Regions from separate parts of the Ovis aries genome. Here regions 1 and 3 are each linked to region 2. A link is a contact called in public Hi-C data. All regions are on one chromosome and are shown on one strand. The core of a region is the stretch at or near the end of the contact, and the rest is flanking DNA. Distances in the headings are between cores, read along the strand shown.

Region 1 (3,746 bases), core at 261-2,760, 210 kb before region 2:
GCACTTTGGTGTGCATTATCTACTTCATTTAATCCTCGCTCATCCCTTTGAGATATCAACACAATTAGGGTGTTATCTAATCTAACACAATTAGATATCAGCACACATTTCTTTTTCACATTGTTGCCAGATTAGTGCAGCAAGAAGTATTTTTTAAATAGCTTTATTGAGTTATAATTCACCTACTACCCAATTCACCCATTTAAAGTGTTACATTCAATGGTTTTAGTATATTCACGGATATGTGCACTGATCTACAAAGTCAACATAAAAAATGTTCATCACCTCTTAAAAATAAACTCTATACCCTTTAACTATCATTCTACACCCCCCTGCCCCCCCATCCCTCCCAACCAAACCAATTTTTATCTTTTTTCTTAGTCAGTGAAACCAGGGCTTCCTTAATGGGCAGTTAAAGCAGGATAAAGCAAGCTGTAGCTTGAGCCAAGAAATAAAAAACAGCTAAGCACATCGATTTCTAGTTCAGAGACAGAAGGAAAAGTTCCTTCTGCTTGCAAGCCTTATCTCCCATTGTTTGCTCCCAGCAGCAGCAGCAGCCTCATCTTTGCTTTTCAGAAAATGAACATAAATTTAGGGTGTTTAGAGTGCCAGTCACTGTATACATACAGACACATCCATATCCAGATACATCCAACATTTCCTGTTGAAATCTTCCCAAGAACACAGTCAAGCAGGCATTAGCCCCACTTCACAAAGGCTGAAACTGAAAACTCAGTAAGTTCAGTGTCTTGCCCAAATTTACACAGCTGGAATTAGAACCCAGCTGCCTGATTCCAAAGCCCATGGTCTTTCCACTTCCTGGGACAGTTCTTCGGGTGTCTGATTGTCCAGCCCTTCTTCTGAACCCTATCTGTCCCACATACATCATCTCTGACTCTCCTCACAGCAGATGCCTGGGGTTGGCCCAACCCTGGTGACAGCCTACGCTCCTGACCAAGCAGGGATTTTCTGCCCCTGCAGCCTTCAGTCCAAGTGCCCTCTCCTCCCCCACTGATTCCACAGCCCTTGTAACAGACCAACCTCACAGCACGAAGCACACTGGCCTGGCGTCCAGGAGGTGCTGAATTAAATCGGTTGCCTGTTGTCGCTTGTTGGTTTACGTCTCCTCTGTCTCGTGTACCTGCACTTCGCCCTAATCTTATGCATCTGGATGTCCTCGGCGCCGAAACTCTGAGCCAGGCACATAAAACGTGAAGAAACCTACTGAACGAACTAACAGGTCCTGGATCGATCCAGGAACTCGCTCGCGATGTGGTGCCAACAAGTGCGGAGCTGCCCCACTACACCTCCAGCCGCCAGAGAAAGGACGGCAGGGCGGCTGCGGTGAGGGCGTCGGTGCCCAGCAGGTGGCGCTACGCCCCCGAGCCCTTAGCGCGGTGCTCCGACAAAGGGCGCGGCCACGCAGCCCCAGTCCCTCCGCCGGGGCGGCCGCTCCGCTACCCCCACCCCCGCCCCGCCCGGCTCTGCGCGCACCGTAAGCCCTACCCCGGGCTTCTCGGGCTCGCGTCCTGACCCGCGCGACGGGCCGCTCAGCCAAGCGGGCGCCATGGCCCTCCCGCGGTCCCAGGCCCGCGGCTGGGTGAAGGCCGCCAAGATGGCTCAGAGGCGCCGCCGCGCGGAGGACGCGGGAGGACCCAACACCCAGAGCCCTGCGCCCGGGAGCCGGCGCGCCGCGCTTTACGTCCACGTGAGTGGGGAGGGGAGGCGGGGTGGCGGGAGCGCAGGGCCGCGGGCCCGCCTGCCGTCCTTCACCGGCCCGAGACGAGGTCTGGGACCTGTTCCCTGGCGGGGAAAGGTCTTGGCCCGGAGAACTGAAGTCTCTGGTGTGCACAATCTCGTTGACCTTGGCAAGTGATTTCCCTTCTGAACCTCAGTTTTCTCCTACTGAAGTGGGCTTACTAATCCCCTTGGAGAGTTGTGTGGCTAAGAGGTTGACGGACCGCGGAATCAGGATGGGGGTGTGTGCGACTGAACCCTGGAAATGGCCGGGGCAGCCCAGGGTCACCTCTCATCCGGTTCACATGCCCCCTACCCCCAGTGGCCCTACTGCGAGAAGCGCTGTAGTTACTGCAACTTCAACAAGTACATCCCCTGTGGTGTGGACGAGGCTGCTCTGAGGCGCTGTCTGGTGACCGAGGCTCAGACGCTGCTGAGACTCAGCGGAGTGCGACGGTGGGTACTGGGGGCAGGGTCTTGGGAATTGTGTAGGGCAGCGGAACAGGTTGCAGGCATCCTGGAGGGCTCCGCCATGTCTTCATCTCCATTCTCTTTCCCTAGAGTGGAGTCTGTGTTCTTTGGTGGGGGTACCCCCAGTCTGGCCAGCCCCCATACTGTGGCAGCTGTCCTGGAGGCAGTGGCCCAGGCAACTCACCTGCCTGCAGACTCTGAAGTCACACTGGAGGCCAACCCCACTTCGGCCTCAGGCTCCAGGCTGGCAGCATTTGGGGCAGCAGGAGTCAACAGGCTGTCCATTGGCCTCCAGGTAACCCATCTCACCCACATTATCCTGGGACATCCAGGATGTCTCTCATCCAGTCACATTCATTCATAGGGCAAATATTTGTGGAGCTCCTCCTTTGTGCCAGGGCCCTGTAGGCACTGAAAAGTGTGTGATGACACCTACTTGTCTGTTTGAATGCTAGACTACAAGCCCTAATAGGCAGGGATCATGCGTGCCTTTTTGTTCATCCCGGTATTACAAGCAGCCACTACAATTCCTGGCACATAGTAGATGCTTGAAAGATTTACTACCTGACTGGAGACACAGAAGGAGGCAGACAGGTGGTCAGATCATTGCAGCATGATAAAGTCTGCTTGTGAATGGGGTCTCTACAAAAGGCTTTCAAGAGTATGGCCTGAAGGGCATGTCAGTCTGACAAAATCATGGAAACCTTCCTGAAGAAGGTGATTGAATAAGGAAGAGGAGTCCATCAGAGGAGGGTGTTGAGGGGGAAAGACCGGATTTGGAAGAGCTTGCCTGTTTGGGAGGACCTTTGAGCCATTCCTCGTGACTGGAGAGGCTGGGGACAAAGTTGCAAGCTGGGGCCCAGAAGTCTTCAGCACCAGACTAGGAAACTTGCAATTTTGCCTAGTGGTGACAAGGGAGTCACTGAAGGGTTTTAAGTGGGGAGAGAAATGTGTTCCTCTCAGGTTGGCCCTTGGTATTTCTATAGCCAGTATCCCCACCCCGACTCCACACACACCCATTTCAAGTACGTGTACCACTTACCAAAGAGTTTGGGGTCAGGGCTTTTTCATTATGGGACATATTGAAAGGGACACACCATTTCTTCTGGCCTCCAAATACTTACATATCTTGAATCTAATTGTGAGAAAACATCAGGACACCTAAGAGACTTTGTACACGTATGGATAAGAACAGATAACATGAGATCGATCTACCCTGTTAACTTTTTAATGTACAGTACAGTGTTGCTGACTATAAACACAGTGATGTACAGGAGATCTCTAGGACTAATTAAGAGATTTTGGAGGGGGTGGGGTTTGGCCACAATGTGTAGTTTGTGGAGTCTTAGTTTTCTGACCAGGGATTTTGAACCTGGGCCCCTGTCAGTGAAAACGCCAAGTCCTAACCGCTGGACTGCCAGGGAATTCCCTAAGAGGCAGTTTTTAAAACAACTGACCTGTACTGTTCAAAAATGTCAGTATCATAAATGACAAAGGCAGGATGAGGATCTCAACTAAAGGAGACTAAAGAGACAGTG
Region 2 (4,053 bases), core at 1,171-3,670:
ATTCTAACTACATCACTGCTAGTGAAGCTGGCAGGATTAGCAGCTTGACTGGATGTGGGTTGTGAGAGAAAGACAGAAGGTAAGGAGTGCACCAAAGATTCTGGCCAGCCAGTGCAGCTCAGATGCTCAGATGCGGACTCAAGCAGGCTGGGGACAGTTAGGGATATGAGGGAGACCAAGAACTCAACCCTGGACATGTAGAAGTCCTATTAGATATCTTCCCCCAATTAAGTCTATGAGAGCCTCTTCATAGTTCAACACTCTTATATTTTTCTGAGCACTTACTATGTGGTTAAGAAAGTATGGTTTCTAAGACTCCTCATGACCACTGCAGAGGGCACGGGTTCAATTCCTGGTCAGAAACTAAGATCCCACATGCCCCGAGGTGTGGTCAGAAAAAAAGAAAATTGTGTGAGGTGGGAAGGAGGGTCAAGAGGGAGGGGACATATGTATATCTACAGCTGATTCATGTTGATGTATGGCAGAAACCAACACAATATTGTAAAGCAATTCTTCTTCAATTAAAAAAAAAAAAAAGAAAGCATGGTTTGGAGGCAGATGCTGGGTTTCATTCCCAGCTCCATTAGTTACTGTAAATTCTTAGGGAAACTACTTATTCAGTTTTCCTATCTGTAAAACAAGAGGATAATAGCTCTGTCCCTGAGCCGCTGTGAATGAGATGATACACATAAATAATACATTTGGAACCTTGTTTGCACTACAGAGCAAGCTCAGGAAATGTTACCTATTTATATTATGCTGCATTTCCTTAAATGCTCACAACTCTTCTGAAATAACTAGAAAATGAAGTGACTCTGGCAAGGTCATATTGCTAAGCAGGAATGGAGAAGAGCCAGCACTCAAGTCCAGGCTTGTTCTACACAACACTGCCTCCCAGTGCCAAAACAGTGATTCACAGCTTGTGAACCACACAGAAATGCTAGAAATCACACACACAGAAAAGCAAGCTAGTTTGTAAACACTTAAACAAAATAAAACAAAAATGCAGTTTCTACTGTTTCCTGGCTTTCTGAACAGTTACCCAGGCTGTTTTCTTTGGGGTAAGTTGGCAGATAAACTTGTGAGGAAGTAAGGAAACTGATTCTGGTCCTGGCTATTAATAGTTGTGTGACCTAGGGCAGGTTAATCTCTGGGATTGAACCTATCTCCAATGTTCCCTTTAGTTTTAAACTGTATGATTCCACTTTAAAAAATAAAACATTTGCAAACTCACTTTAATTCTCAGCTAGCAAATAGCCTGATTAGCATTACTTGGATCAAATAAAAAAATTTAAATGTGAAGAGAGCGGAATAACACCACATTCAGTAACTTAATACAAAAAAATTGACCACCGGCACTTCTTAAAATGTGACTCCTTATTTAGTTGGGAAGGACTCAATCACTGGCAGGCATCTGAAGTCTTGGATAAAGTCTCATATTTCAAACTGTCTTAAGAAAACAAAGCAAAACATTATGTAGGATTAATGAATGAGTCTTCCTGCCACAGGCAGCTGTAGGTAGCAGCAAATCACTGCTGCAGTAAGGCAACAGAAAAGCAGAATAGCAATGCAAGTGATTTATTTTCCCTAGTCTTGGGAAAAGAAATCGTGCTAGTTTACAAGATCCACGTTTGCTCAACTGTTTATGCTTTTTGCTCTGCACAGATGTGTTCTTCAGAGTAATTCCGAACTCGAACTTGGGTGAGCTCCGAATGAGCGTGAGAGTAATCAGCACCTTTTGGCACACGTTATGGGGGTGGGGGTGGGGGTGGGGTCGGCGGGGCACGGGGCGCCAGCGTTCGGGTGGGCGCTGCCGGCGCAGGACCACGTGGGCCGGGATTTGGGCATGACTCGCCGCAGACTCTCCGAGGCAGGGGGGCCAGTGCTAGCCTCCAGAGCGCACAACCTCGTTGGCTCTGGGTGCCGGGCCACGCCTTAGCGGGCTTCCGGGACTGCGCTAGGCCGAGGTCGCGTCCCGGGCTGGATGCTCTGACCCTAGGCCTCCCCCGCTCCCCACTTACCAGCCGTTGACCTCATTTTGGGAGTTCACATCCACCCCGCTCTCCACCAGTTTCCGCACCTCCCGAATGTCCCCCAAGGCCGCGGCCTCCCGCAGCCTCTCCTGCTGCTCCTTCTGCTCGAGGAGAGCGCTCATCTTTCTTTGGCCCCAGGCCCCCGCTAGGGCACGCCCGCCCAGCCCCGGCCGGTCAGCGCCGCCGCCGCCGCGGACCACTCCCCGCCATGGAGAGGCCGCGCGGGGTACAGCTGCCCCGCTCGCGCTGCAGCCCGTGCCGAGCCAGGGGCCTCCGTTCCCCCTTCTTGGCACGCCCGCTGCTCCCCTGCTGCTCCCGGCCCGCGGGCCTAAACCTCCTCCCGGCCGCGCCTCCCACAGGCCGGCTCTGGGGGAACCTATTCAGAGTGACAACCCTGACCCAGATATTTTCCGTTCCTACCCTCCGCGCGCGCGAGGGCGGGCTGTTTATGTAACTGCTGCACAATATTATCTGCCGTGATTCACCAACTATTTTTAGACCTCCCCACCCGGCAGTTTCTGGAGAGGAGGACAGAAACGAGGGAAGGGAAGAATGCGTATTTGAGAGCCAGGAAGGCCTAATCCTCTGGAGCAGGCTGTTTACCACGCATCAAAAATAATTGATTTAAGAAAACAGACAAAAATAATAGTAATAATTGGTTTTGTTTTTTCCCCAGTTTGTGTGGCTCTTTTTCCTTATCTGAATCAACTCTTGCCTAGCAGGGTGGGGAAATGGGCCGAAAACGATCCCACTATTATATGCCCATTATTGCAGAAATAGAATACACGATTCTTTCTTTTGACACTGCTTGGGACCATTCAGTTCGATTATTTATTTCAATTGCTGTTGTCTTACTCACATTTTAGAGATTTCTTCTAATTCGGCTTTCAGGAAAAATATTTATACTGTGCTCAGAGTCTATAAACTGTGATTCATTACTGCTTTTATTTTATTTTTTTTGGTTACTGCTTTTAAATCATAATTAATTACTCTTCGTGAAGGCCATGTAAGGAAAATAGAAAAGAACACCAAAGAGGCTTTCAAGTTATCCCAGTCTTTAATATCAGGAGCTAGGGAGAGAAGTGGTCCAAGTATAAACAGCATTCTTCCTGACTCTCTGGCTAATCAATCTAATGAGGCTCAGAGCCTGGGCTGGCGCTGCTTTACTACACAGCAGGAGAAAAAGAAGAGTATTGTTTTGCTGAGCCCAGGTTCCTGGGCAAGATCTTCCAATGTGGCACAGGATGGAAGCTTGCAGATGGGGTTGGAAGGATTAAGGAGTAACCCTGGGGTGGGGAGGAGGAAGGCCTGAACACAAGAGATAAAATAGGAAATGACAAATTTAGGCATGGAGTTTTCATTTCCCTCTCTTGGGGCAGCCCAGGGTTTGCGCAGCAAGCACTTTTCTTGCTGTGCCTGCGTGCTCAGTCACTCAGCAACCCCATGAACTGTAGCCGGCCAGACTCCCTGTCCATGGAATTTTCCAGGCAAGAATACTGGAGTGGGTTGCCTTTCCTACTCCAGGGGATGCATTTCCTGCATTGGCAGTCAGGATTCTTTACCACTGAGCCACCGGGGATGCCCTTTCTTCTTGCTACTGTTTTATGAAAAACTCGTATCTGTTTATTGTGTTACAGACATTCACACAGTACACAGTGCACACCAGATGGTTTGAATATAAACTGACTGCATGCTTACACTGACCTTATAGTGAACTGGAACTCTGCTTGAGGTGACACTTTCATTTGTCCCCCAATACAAACTTTTAACTCTCCGCATGGTACTCCACCTGAAACTGATGTGCAGAGTAGTACTGGAATTGGGCCCTTCAGTACAATTCAAGTGACAGGGGAGTAGATAGTGGCCTCTTTTTTTTTTTTTTTTTTAATAGCAGTTCAAAAAGCTTGGTAGCGAGTGCACATCAAAATCTGTGAGTTCTCTTTGTAAGGATTTATTTGTTAAATTACCCATGTGCCCTACAATAACTATCGAATCAACGAACATAAATATTTTCTTAAAA
Region 3 (3,830 bases), core at 98-2,597, 150 kb before region 2:
TTCTCAGTACCAGCCCCATTCTGCACTTCACTCTTGACACCGCCCCCAATAGGCAATCCTGATGATGTTTCCTTTTCTGCTGACCTCAAGTCTACCACCTTCCCTCCATCTCTACCTTGGCATAGTGCAGACCTCCCAGAGCTCTCCTCTGGGTCCTGCTATGGCCTTTGAACCCTTCTGCTTCCACTCGTGCCTCTTTACAGTCCATTCACCACCAGAAAGCTGGAGGGACCTCTCCAAAATGCAAGGTCACTCCCTCGACTAAAGCCCTTCCACAGCTTTCTTCTGCTCTCATCAGTAACCAAACTCCTGCTCACAGTTCAAAACCTGGCCCCTGCCCTCCTCCCTGTCTACGTCACCACCTCATCGGCGCCTCTCTGTGCTGGCTTCTGCAGCACCTCAGCCCTGCCTCACTGCTCTGCCACAGGGCCTTTGCACATCTGTTCCCCTGCTTCCCCAGCAAGTCCCCCAAGCCCTTTCCAGATTGCATCCTCTTGTTCTTCGAAGGCTGCTACACAAATGTGATTTCCTTAGGAAGGCCCTCCCCCTCCTCTCTCCCACCAGACCAGTTTCCTTGTGATACCTAGTCATGGCACGTCTCACAGTGGGTGGTTGTACATTAATCTGTATAGCTGTTGGATTAGTTTTTGCCTTGCTCATCAGACTGTGAGTAACACAAGGATGGGATGGCTTGGTCTCTCTCTGCCCACTGTTGTACCTAGCAGAGTGTCTCATGGGCACTCAATAAATGTTGACTAAGGGTAGTAAATGAGACTCATAAAATACCTGATAACACCTGAAAGTTGGTTCAGTATTATTATTCAGGGAAGGCTTCCTGAGGGGGTGGGGTTTGAGCAGGACCTTCAGGTGAGGGGGCAGAGCAAAGGCGAAGCTCCCAGTTTGGATGGCCTGGAAAAGGCACACCTTTTGCCTCTCACCTCATTTCTCCTTTGTAAAACGGACAAAGTTGGGACAAAATGACCGGAGGCTCTGGCTTTCCAAGGCCCTGGCATCCTCACAGCCTCCATATTCTCCGTAAGAGGGTTACCTCCCCGCAGGCCCTGATTTATGTCCTATCGAGTCCACCCAGTTTTTTGCACAGACCTGTGTCCTCCTAGGCGCTGCCGTCTATGGGGTCGCACAGAGTCGGACACGACTGAAGCGACTTAGCAGCAGCAGTGTCCGCCTAAGCCCCGAGTATACGGTCTGCAGTCCCGTGATCGGCCACCGAGCGGCGCTCAGAGACCAGCCTGCTGCCGGCCTTTTCGGCGAAGACACTCCCGCGGCCGGTTCGGTGCCTGGGCCTGCCCGTCGCAGCTTCCCTCCCGCCCTCCCTTCCTGTCCGCAGCGTCCGGGCCGACCGCCACCAGCCGCCATGCTGGGCGCGCGGGCCTTACGGTGCCGGTGCCGCGGCTTCCTGCTGCCCGGGGCCGGGCCAGTCCTCGCCTTGAGCTACAGGTACGGGCGGCAGAGGAGCACGCTTCAGCAGCCGGTGCCTGCGGAGCCCTGCGGTCAGTTGTCCTGGCGCTGGTCCCCTGTGCCTGCCCGGTCACCTCCCCACCCCATGCCTGCCTTCCCCCAAGACTAGGGCCAGCTCCTCCGACCGGGCTCAGACAGTAATCCTCTCCTCCCTCCCTCCCCTCCAGCTGCAGGGCTCGCTTGCCCCAGGAACTCTGTTCTGACACCATCTCCAGGAAGCCTTCCTTGAACCCCAGTGCTGGGCCAAGGGTCCTTGTCCAACAGCACCCTGGGCTGGCTTGTCACAGCCCTCGATGCTGCAAGGGCTTGTCATTACTTAGGCCTGCCCCGCCCATGCTGCCCTCCCAGGCTGAGCTCCCTGAGATCAGAGCCAGCTACTGATTCTTTGAGGGTCATGGGGGTCTGGCACAGGACCTGGCCCCCCAGAAGTGCCCACTGGATGGATGTTGAGTGAGGGAGTCCCTGATGCCAAATGAATTTCTTCTCCTTGCCCCTCATCTGGCCCAGTCCTACACACAGCAGCCAGCAGCCTTCCTGCCCAGATCATATACCCAGGCAGGCATGCCAGAAATACCTCCAGCACAGTCACCCTGGGTGGGGCCCGGTGAGGGGAGAGAATGGAGCCTGAAGGACCATTCCATCCATTGTGACTCGCCCTGACTTCACAGTCATCATCGTTCCCACCACCAGGTCAGAGAGGTTGGGGGAGACTAACCTGGCAGGGAGCCCCCAATGAACCACCTTTCTTCACCCCCCCAAAAACACAAGGGGGAGCACAAAGGCCACGGTCTCCCCCGTGGTTCAGAAAGGTGGGTTGGGCTGGGAGCAGGGGGTTCTGGGAGAGTTCCACGGTGGTCAGGTGGGCCTCTGGGCTGGGTGTAGGTGGAAGCAGTGGAGACTCCTGGTCTGACTTGCCTGACCTACCTGCCTACACCAGGGGTAGCTCCTCCCGGGACAAGGACCGAAGTGTGACGGTCAGTAGTTCAGTGTCCATGCCTGCTGGAGGGAAGGGGAGCCGGACTAACTGCTCTCAGTCCACGCCCCCGAAGGTCCCCAACCGCCTGATCAATGAGAAGTCACCATACCTCCTGCAACATGCCTACAACCCTGTGGACTGGTGAGTCCTCTCCTGATGCCCTCCTGGGCAGCTAGATCCTCAATCTTCTTACTGGCCCCCTCCGGAGCTAGTGAGTGATGCCCCACTCTACTGGCCTTAGGTACCCCTGGGGACAGGAAGCCTTCGACAAGGCCAAGAAAGAAAACAAGCCAATTTTTCTTTCAGGTACTGCATCCACCATTCCAGGGATGGGTGCAGGGGAGTGGTGGTAGATAGGGGATGGCTCTTTTGGGCCTGGGGCCTTCCAGGAAACTAGATGCTAGGGCATCATAGGCCCAGCTGGAGTCCTTCGGCTGCCCCTCTCTGACCAGCCACTGGTCCTCCCGGGCCCCCATGGCCCTATTCCAGTGGGGTACTCCACCTGCCACTGGTGCCACATGATGGAAGAGGAGTCCTTCCAGAATGAGGAGATTGGCCGCCTGCTCAGTGAGGACTTTGTCAGCGTGAAGGTGGACCGGGAGGAGCGGCCTGACGTGGACAAGGTGTATATGACCTTTGTGCAGGTGAGTGGTCTTCCCTTGGTTGGGTGGTTGCCCGTGTACATGGGGCTGCTCCCCTCACCCTTGCCCTCTCTCTGCCAGGCCACCAGCAGTGGTGGGGGCTGGCCCATGAGTGTGTGGTTGACTCCCAACCTACAGCCCTTTGTGGGGGGCACCTACTTTCCCCCTGAGGATGGCTTGACCCGAGTTGGCTTCCGCACGGTGTTGATGAGGATACGGGACCAGGTGGGTAGGCACTGGGGAATAGAGGGGGCCAGGGGTCAAGGGTGAGGGAAGCAAGGGGCCCTCACCCCATGCTGACCTCCAGGTCTGCCCCTGCCTCCCGCAGTGGAAACAGAACAAGAGCACCCTGCTAGAGAACAGTCAGCGGGTCACCACGGCTCTGCTGGCTCGGTCGGCGATCAGCATGGGTGACCGCCAGCTGCCACCTTCCGCTGCCACCATGAACAGCCGCTGCTTCCAGCAGCTGGATGAGGGCTATGATGAGGAGTATGGTGGCTTTGCCGAGGCCCCCAAGTTCCCCACACCAGGTCGATGCCCCCTGCCCCATGCCCACTCCAGCCCTGGCCTGGCCTTCCGAAGCCGACCCTAGTCAATGATCTCTTCTGACTCCTGTCTCGGTTATTAACTTCCCACTCTCCTGTCTGGCCAGTGACCGCCTAACCCCATCCTGCCTGTCAGTAGCTATCTAGTGAAGCTCTGACTTTTGGTCTTAGCAGGGACTCTCTCTGATG

Evidence for each region. Hi-C and Micro-C count contacts between places; a contact is called where the count stands out from the background.
Region 1: a contact with region 2 is called in a Hi-C map of tail adipose tissue, with 4 times the contacts expected there. The contact joins the promoter of RSAD1 here to the promoter of ANKRD40 in region 2. A contact is called at or near these places in 11 of 16 Hi-C or Micro-C datasets (blood, hypothalamus, liver and 5 more).
Region 3: a Hi-C map of liver shows a contact between it and region 2, with 4 times the contacts expected there. The contact joins the promoter of SPATA20 here to the promoter of ANKRD40 in region 2. A contact is called at or near these places in 13 of 16 Hi-C or Micro-C datasets (blood, hypothalamus, liver and 6 more).

The regions. Positions count from the first base shown.
Region 1 is chr11:35,969,957-35,973,702 of ARS-UI_Ramb_v3.0, reverse strand. It overlaps RSAD1 (radical S-adenosyl methionine domain containing 1), which reads left to right and starts at 1,510. Exons shown (of 12, transcript XR_003590679.3): 1 at 1,510-1,708; 2 at 2,060-2,193; 3 at 2,299-2,503.
Region 2 is chr11:35,758,067-35,762,119 of ARS-UI_Ramb_v3.0, reverse strand. It overlaps ANKRD40 (ankyrin repeat domain 40), which reads right to left and starts at 2,420. Exons shown (of 5, transcript XM_012185883.4): 1 at 2,022-2,420. The coding sequence starts at 2,037.
Region 3 is chr11:35,906,922-35,910,751 of ARS-UI_Ramb_v3.0, reverse strand. SPATA20 (spermatogenesis associated 20) reads left to right here and starts at 1,347. Exons shown (of 17, transcript XM_042255816.2): 1 at 1,347-1,458; 2 at 1,987-2,169; 3 at 2,417-2,596; 4 at 2,697-2,761; 5 at 2,945-3,099; 6 at 3,178-3,321; 7 at 3,404-3,626. The coding sequence starts at 2,472.